2 separate regions of the Muntiacus reevesi genome follow, and region 1 is linked to region 2. A link is a contact called in public Hi-C data. All regions are on one chromosome and are shown on one strand. Each heading gives the region's core, a stretch centred on a gene start, on an enhancer-like site or on the middle of the called end of the contact. The rest is flanking DNA. Distances are from core to core; before and after follow the strand shown.

What was found. Hi-C and Micro-C count contacts between places; a contact is called where the count stands out from the background.
Region 1: a Hi-C map of muscle shows a contact between it and region 2, with 3 times the contacts expected there. The contact joins the promoter of HPCAL1 here to the promoter of RRM2 in region 2. A contact is called at or near these places in 2 of 3 Hi-C or Micro-C datasets (blood and muscle).

The regions. Positions count from the first base shown.
Region 1 is chr3:18,828,930-18,832,523 of mMunRee1.1, reverse strand. HPCAL1 (hippocalcin like 1) reads right to left here and starts at 1,689. Exons shown (of 5, transcript XM_065928585.1): 1 at 1,382-1,689.
Region 2 is chr3:18,672,877-18,676,599 of mMunRee1.1, reverse strand. RRM2 (ribonucleotide reductase regulatory subunit M2) reads right to left here and starts at 1,835. Exons shown (of 10, transcript XM_065928584.1): 1 at 1,682-1,835; 2 at 1,510-1,584; 3 at 1,013-1,156; 4 at 611-727. The coding sequence starts at 1,780.

The DNA of each region.
Region 1 (3,594 bases), core at 440-2,939, 160 kb before region 2:
GGGGGGTTGGGGGGGTGGAGAACGTAGGGCGTTCGATGCCAGCGCCCAAGGCAGGACTCGCCATCCTGACAATCATGCTCCTCTAGGGGGGAGTGAATGTTGGCGGGGAGGAAAAGGGGGCAGCCTTCCGCGTGACCAGGCCTGGTCAGGGGTGCCCCGGGAGCCCGAGATGCGTCTCTGCGGCGAGTGCCACTTTCTCACCGCTGGGCTCCCAGATGGCAGATCCGCACGCCCCTGGGGAGTAGGCACTTGTTGAACAAAAGGGCTCCCGACTCCCGCAGCCTCTGCTTTCGGCCAGGAGAGGGACCCCCGCTCGGACGCGCCAGGCTTAGCGGCTGGAGAAGGGCGGGCGCCCGGCGCTGCGCGCTCCTACACCTTCCAGGCGGCGCCGGCCCGGAGCAGAGGCGGGGAGACGGCACCGCCGGCCGCCTAAACTTTCTCGGGTCTCCGAGCTTCATGGTTAAGTTAGGGTGGCGGGAGAAGCACACGACACACGGGGCGGGGGTGGGGGGGTGTGGAACAGGAGCCTCTCCCACCATAAAGGGGGAAAGAAAGGATTTTTTTAAAGTGAGACGCTAATCCAGTTAACATAACACCTACTGTGTGCCCGGCACTCGGCCCAACGAGAGAGAGCTACAGTGTTTCTCATTTTAACCGTCACGACAGACCCCGAGGGAGGGGGGAACTGTCCCCATTTGATAAGAAAACCGCGATCCGGGATGGTGGCGTATCTGGCACAGGTGGCGCGGGCGCGAGTCCCCGCGATGCCCCGGCTTCTAACTCCGCCGCAGGGCTCTGCCCGCCGCCCCTCCGCCTGGGAAGGGGCGAGCAGACGGCCGCCGAGCCGGCCCCCTCCCCTGGCCAGAGCGCACAGGCGACTCACGTGGACCGCGCGGACCTGTCCCCGGGTGGGGGTCGCCGGCTGTCCCCGAAGCTCGGGCTAGCCACCCCCCACCCCGGGCCTCGGATCCCTGCTCTGTCTGTAGCTCCGCACTGCGCTGGCCGGCCGGGACCCGCGCGGCTCTGCGCTCGGGTCTGGTCCGCCCACGCCCACCTTGCCCATCCGCACCCCGACACGCACAGCCGCTCACACACGATACACACTCCGCGCACCGGTCCCCACCAGCAACTGCGCCCCGACACGATTCCACAAACGCAGCCCCCAAATGTGCCGATTCCAGCTGCACACACGGATGCCCCACGAGGACACGCCATTCCAGGGACACACCGCCGTACTCAGTCAACCACAACTCCACAGCGCAGAGAAACACAATCGCCGCCGGCACACGCGCACACAAGCACACACACGCACACACATACACGCAGAGAGCCCGACCGCAGCACACGCTCCGCACTACCCGCAGCCCAACCCCTTTCCTACCTGCTCCGTCGCAGGACGCGATCTGTCGAGCTCCCCGAGCCCAAGTTCCGCGCCGCCGGCACTGGGGGCGGGCACTGGCAGCTACGAGGGACTGGCGCGCCGAGGCCAGGGAAGGGGTGCCTAGGAGCGCGGGCCTCCGTGCGCCCGCAGCCGCCGCGCTGGCCCTCCTCTCATCGCCTCGCAGAAAGACAAAAGGAAGCCGGCAGAGAGGGAGGGAGCGAGGTGGAGGCGCCCGTGCGTCCGCAGAGCCGCCAGTCCGCCGCCTGCAGTCGCCGCGGCCCGCCCGCCAGCCCCGGGAAGGAAGGGGACGCGAAGGCGGGGCCCGGAGGCGGGGGCCGGAGGCGGGGCGCGAGCTCAAGTTTCCTGCAGACCCGCCCCCGCTCGGCCACGCCCCTCCGTTTAACCCCGCCCACCAACCCACTTTGGTCCCTCCCCCGGCTCTAACCCTGCCCTCTTCTGGCCCTGCCGCGCCCCGCCCCCGCCCTCTCCACGCCGGCCCCTTGCTGCCCCGCGTGGATCTCGAGGTAGGGGGCGGAACCAAGCGCCAGCTCCGCCTTCCTAACCTTTGGCCCCTGGCCTGAGAGTATGGGAGAGGCCTGTGGGGCGGTGCCCGGGAGAGGCCCGCCCCGCGTCCTCCCGGGTTCTCTGCCAGGAAGTGCGGCCCCGGTGGCCCAGGACGGGGAAGAAGCCTCTCAAGTCGCCCCAGGCCGCCGGCCAGGCCCCTTCTGGTACCACCCCCCTGCCCGTCCTGTAAGCAGATGGCCCCAACCTTCCCGCGTGTGGTTCAGGGAAGGAGCACGGGGGCCTGGCGGAGGGAGGCCTGGGTTCCAGTTCTGGTGGCCTTTGCTGACTCGAGGCCGTTTGGACAGGTCCCTTGGACTCCTTCCGGCTTCCCTGGTGTCTCAGCTGGTAAAAGAATCCGCCTGCATTGAGGGAGACCTGGGTTCGATCCCTGGGTTGGGAAGATCCCCTGGAGAAGGGAAAGGCTACCCACTCCAATATTCTTGGGCTTCCCTTGTGACTCAGCTGGTAAAGAATACACCTGCAGTGCGGGAGACCTGGGTTCAATCGCTGGATTGGGAAGATCCCCTGGAGAAGGGAATGGCAACCCACTCCAGTATTCTGGCCTGGAGAATTCCATGGACTGTACAGTCCATGGGATCACAAAGGGTTGGACAGGACTGAGCGACTTTCACTTATTTCATTTAGTATAACATCCTCGAGGTTCATCCACGTTGGAGCATGTGACATGATTTCCTTCCATATTAAAGCTGAATACTATTCCATTATATGTAGAAGGGCTTCCTTGATAGCTCAGTTCGTAAAGAATCTGCCTGCAATGTGGGACACCTGGGTTCGATCCCTAGGTTGGGAAGATCCCCTGGGGAAGGGAAAGGCTACCCACTCCAGTATTCTTGGGCTTCCCTTGTGGCTCAGCTGGTAAAGAATCTGCCTGCAATGCGGGAGACCCGGGTTTGATCCCTGGGTGGGGAAGGTCCCCTAGAGAAGGGAACAGTTACCCACTCCAGTATTCTGGCCTGGAGAATTCTATGGACTGTACAGTCCATGGGGTCACAAAGAGTCGGACACAACTGAGTGACTTTCACTGACTTGACTTGGACTCCTTCAGCCTCGGTTTCCCCACCTGTAAAATGGACAGGAGCAGGCTTCTTCTGGCTCCTCCCTCCCTGACATTCTGTGGGTCTTTGGTCTCTGCTGAAGAAGGGGCTTGGTTGCCATCTCATCCTCTGGTCTAAGAGCCGCTAGGTCTCAGGGGGAGGTGGACCCATGTTTCCTGCAGACTTTCCCGTCTGCCTGCCGTGTGGTGAGCAGCTAGCAGGCAAAAATGGGGGTCTGTGCCTCCCAAGGCACCCTGCCAGTGGCTTCAGAAAATCTGGGTTCTAGAAGAGCAGATATGCACACGCCCCCACCTCTACCATCACCACCCACCCCAAACATCCCCGAAGAAAGGTAACCACAGAAACAGCCATAAATGTGGAGCTGGGCCTTAGTGTTAGGCTGAGACAAACTGTCTTCCTAGCGTCTCCAGGGGAAAACTCAAATCTCCATCAAATCCTCCTCCACAAAAGCACGGTGAGTGGAACCCCCACCACTCGGGAGGCTGCAGAGAGAAATGGTGGTGGGTGGCTTTGGGGGGAATTGGCTGGTGGCAGGGGGGCCGGCAGGCAAGGTGGTCTGAACCCAGACCCCTT
Region 2 (3,723 bases), core at 586-3,085:
AAACACAAAGATCATTTTATGGAAAATCTACCAGCAGCAATTCAGTCAATGAACACTGGTTGCCTCACACTTCCGTTTTTGTATCATTATAAGCTAGACATAGCAATTCATTTTCATTCATTGCAAGGAGGATGCACTCAAGACATAGATGTGACCAGTTATTAAAAAAAAAGCAAAGCCACAAAATGGAGAGCAAATAGATAGTTACTAGGGTTCTGGATGTATTACTATCACTTAGTTAAGTCGCTCAGTCGTGTCCGACTCTTTGTGACCCTGTGGACTGTAGCCCATCAGGCTCCTCTGTCCATGGGATTCTCCAGGCAAGAATACTGGAGTGGGTTGCCATTTCCTTCACATAACATTGCCTTAACATTGTTTCTGCACAGTTGAGGGAAAAAAATACCATAAGGAAGAAAATAACTGTAAAGTACACTATAGAACAGAAAATGCCATAGAATATAAAACCCTGGTTTACAGATATAGATATATACATCTTCAGTGTGCAAAATTTTAAAAGACAAAAAAGAGAATTGTTAGTTCTCACGTAAATCTTGAGTAAAGGTACTTTTTCCGGGGCTGGGGGGAGGGGTGGGAGACAGGGGGAACTCACCAAATTTTCATTTACTATGCCATCACTTGCTGCAAAGAAAGCCAGCACATGGGAAATAAAATATCTCTCCTCAGGCTTCAGAGCTTCCCAGTGCTGAATGTCCTTGGAAAGGTCCACCTGAAATACAGAAGTTCACAAAGGGTTCAAGCCGGCAGGACCTTCACACATACGCCTAATGGTTCAACTTTAATAAGTCTACTAGCACCACCTGATTTATATACCCCTCCCATATTCTGCCAATTTGAACATCTCACATCCTGAGTGGACAACCATTCCAAACAGGGATAGGGAGAACAGCAAAGCATATTTTAAACATGTTATAGCCGGCCCGGCTGGGGTCTTCCTCTAGAGAGGCAATGGGCAAAGGGTCTTTTAAGTCTCCTAGTTGCTGCATCTGATTACCTCCTCAGCTGTCCAAAAGGAAGCCTCAGCTTTCTTATACATCTGCCAAATATCATGGTATTCGATAGGAAAGATGACAAAGCGGCGGGGGTTTTCTCTCAGAAGTGGTTCGTCCTCCACACTGGGGGCAGATAGCTTAGGGTTCTGTTGGGAGAGGAAAATGTAAGGGGAAAAAAATGTTAAGTATAGGGCGAATCATGAAACTGTCATTTCTTTTTCAAGCAGAATACCTCCAATGATCAGAAATCCCATGGGCCTGAATGTAAGTCGGTTGTCATACTTGGATTTTATGGGAGTATAGAGAAATAGGAAATGTCCAGATGTGCAATGGTGCTGGGGAGGGAACAGACTTTGGCGGGAAGGCAGCGCGGGCCCGGGAAAGGTGGGTAGGGTTTGAGAGCAGACAATGAGGCTTTGGCGCCAAGCAGGCTCCGCCCGCACCGCCTTGCCTGCAGCGCCCCCTCGCCGCGCGCCCCCGCCGCAGCCCACCTACTCACCGGCTCTGAGGGCTCCTGGAAGATCCTCCTCGCGGTCTTGCTGGCCAGCACACGGGTCCCGCTGAGGGAAGGGGGCTGTAGGGAGGTGCGTGGTCAGAGGCCTGCCCGCGCCCCAACCCACCCACAGGACTCCGCCGCCCTGCCCCCGACCCCCGCCCCCCGGGGCGCTCACAGTGTTCTCCTTGTCCGCTAGGCTGAGCCCCTTCAGGGGCGAGAGCTGCTGCTGCTGCGGGTCAGCGATGGTGGCGAGCGGGACGCGGACGGAGAGCATGGTGGCGAGAAGGTCAGTGCGGTGGGGCTGCGCGCGAGTCCCGAGAGCCCCTGCAAGGCCCCGCGGGGGAATATTTAAAACCCCAGGCGCCGGCCCAGTGGGCGGGGCCACTTCCCCATTGGCTGGATCCCGGCTGGCCCCGCCCACCCCACACAGATTCAAGCGCAGCGCGGGAGCTCAGTCTGGCCCCCAGGCCCTGCCCTCCCGGGACCCCCGGGCACCTGCCCCTCCCAGGCCTCTGGGGGGCCGCGAGCGCCGCCGCCCGCCTCCCCGAAGACCTCGTCGGACAAAGGCTGCAGCCCCTGCGCGCTCCGTGCGCCCTAGCGGGCGCGAGGGCACTCTCGCGCGTCCCCGGAACGGTTTGGGATTGAATGAAGCAACGCGATTGGAGCCCGCCGGCCCGCGAGCGGGAGCGAATTCCCCACCCCCGCGGAGCCCCACCTCTCTGAAGACGTCTCTGGAACCCGGTTCTCGGTTCCGCGTAAATAGTTTTTGCAGATGAGCTTGGTACGGAGGCCCGTAAAACGCCCCTGACTGCGAGGGAGATGTGGCTGCGGCGATCTGGATACGTGTGTGTACCCGGATGGGGGTTCCAGGTCCCTGAGGCCCGGCAAAGGTGGGGGCTGGCCGGTGGTGACCGCCTAACGGTTAGAGCCGCGGAACTACAGGGTCCCCGGGGTGCAGTGGCTGTGTCCCTTGGACACGTCATCTGTTGTCCCCTCGCTGGTAAAATGGGCTTGTAGCCATATCTAAGCTGCGGGCTTTCTAATAAAACGAGAAGACTAAATGAGGTAATTCATGAACAATACGAAGTCCATTGTAAACCTTCAAGCTGATAACAGAGAGGGTCTTTGGTGAAGTTTCCCCCTGAAATCTCGTCCTCAACGTCGACAGTGTTTTAAAAATTGCAAACTGAGCGAAGATTCAGAGAAAAAGTTCCGAGAATGATTGAATAACTAGGACTTCATATACTCCTTTAAAAGTGAAAAGTGAAGTCCACTCAGTCATGTCCGACTCTTTGCGACCCCATGAACTGTAGCCTGCCAGACTGCTCTGTCCATGGAATTTTCCAGGCAAGGATACTGGAGTGGGTTGCCATTTCCTTCTCTAGGGGATATTCCCAAACCAGGGATCGAACCCCGGTCTCCCGCACTGCAGGCAGACGTTTGACGTCTGAGCCACCAGGGAAGCCCAAATAAGCCCATTTACTGCGTATTGGGCCTCAAAGAGCTTGAAGAGGAGGTTGAAACCCTCCATTGGGGTGATGGTGGAGGCATAAACTTAGTAATATTTTAATTTTACTTTACACTTGGTCTTTCAAATTTGCCATAGATTTTTGCCCTGCATGTGGCAAAACGCCAGAAATGACTGATGAGACAGAAGTGTTAGGATCCAGGAAAGAAATGATTAACCAGGATAAGCTCTAACAGCTCACACACTCAGGGCTGTCACTGAGTGAGGCTTGGACTTTGTACACTGTCTTTTCTAGATACAATACTTTAAATAGGTGAGGGTAGGGAAGGATACCCTCCCCACAGAGGTCTATTTCTTAGAGTACTGTATACTGTGTTTAAAGTATTCTCTAAGCCTGAGAAGAAAGGTCAGCGACCATCACATCTCTTAGACAAAGCAACAACTAAAACTTTGGTCTCAATCATGTGTTTGAAAGCAAGTCACAGACATTGTCAATTTCCCCGTTGGCATGTACCTCCAGAAAATGGGTATTTTTATTGACAGATGTGGTCATAACTTTATCAGCCATAAAACTAACAAAACTATCGAGAAGTCCTTGGTATCCTCTAATACCTGACTCACATTCCGATTTCGGGTAATTCATATCCGACCTGCTCCTTTTGGTGGCTGCCCCAGGCACCATGTGCTTTTTTTTATAAGCTCCTGCTATATAGTCTGTGCACGGGTACCATAAAGGATCACTCTGAGAG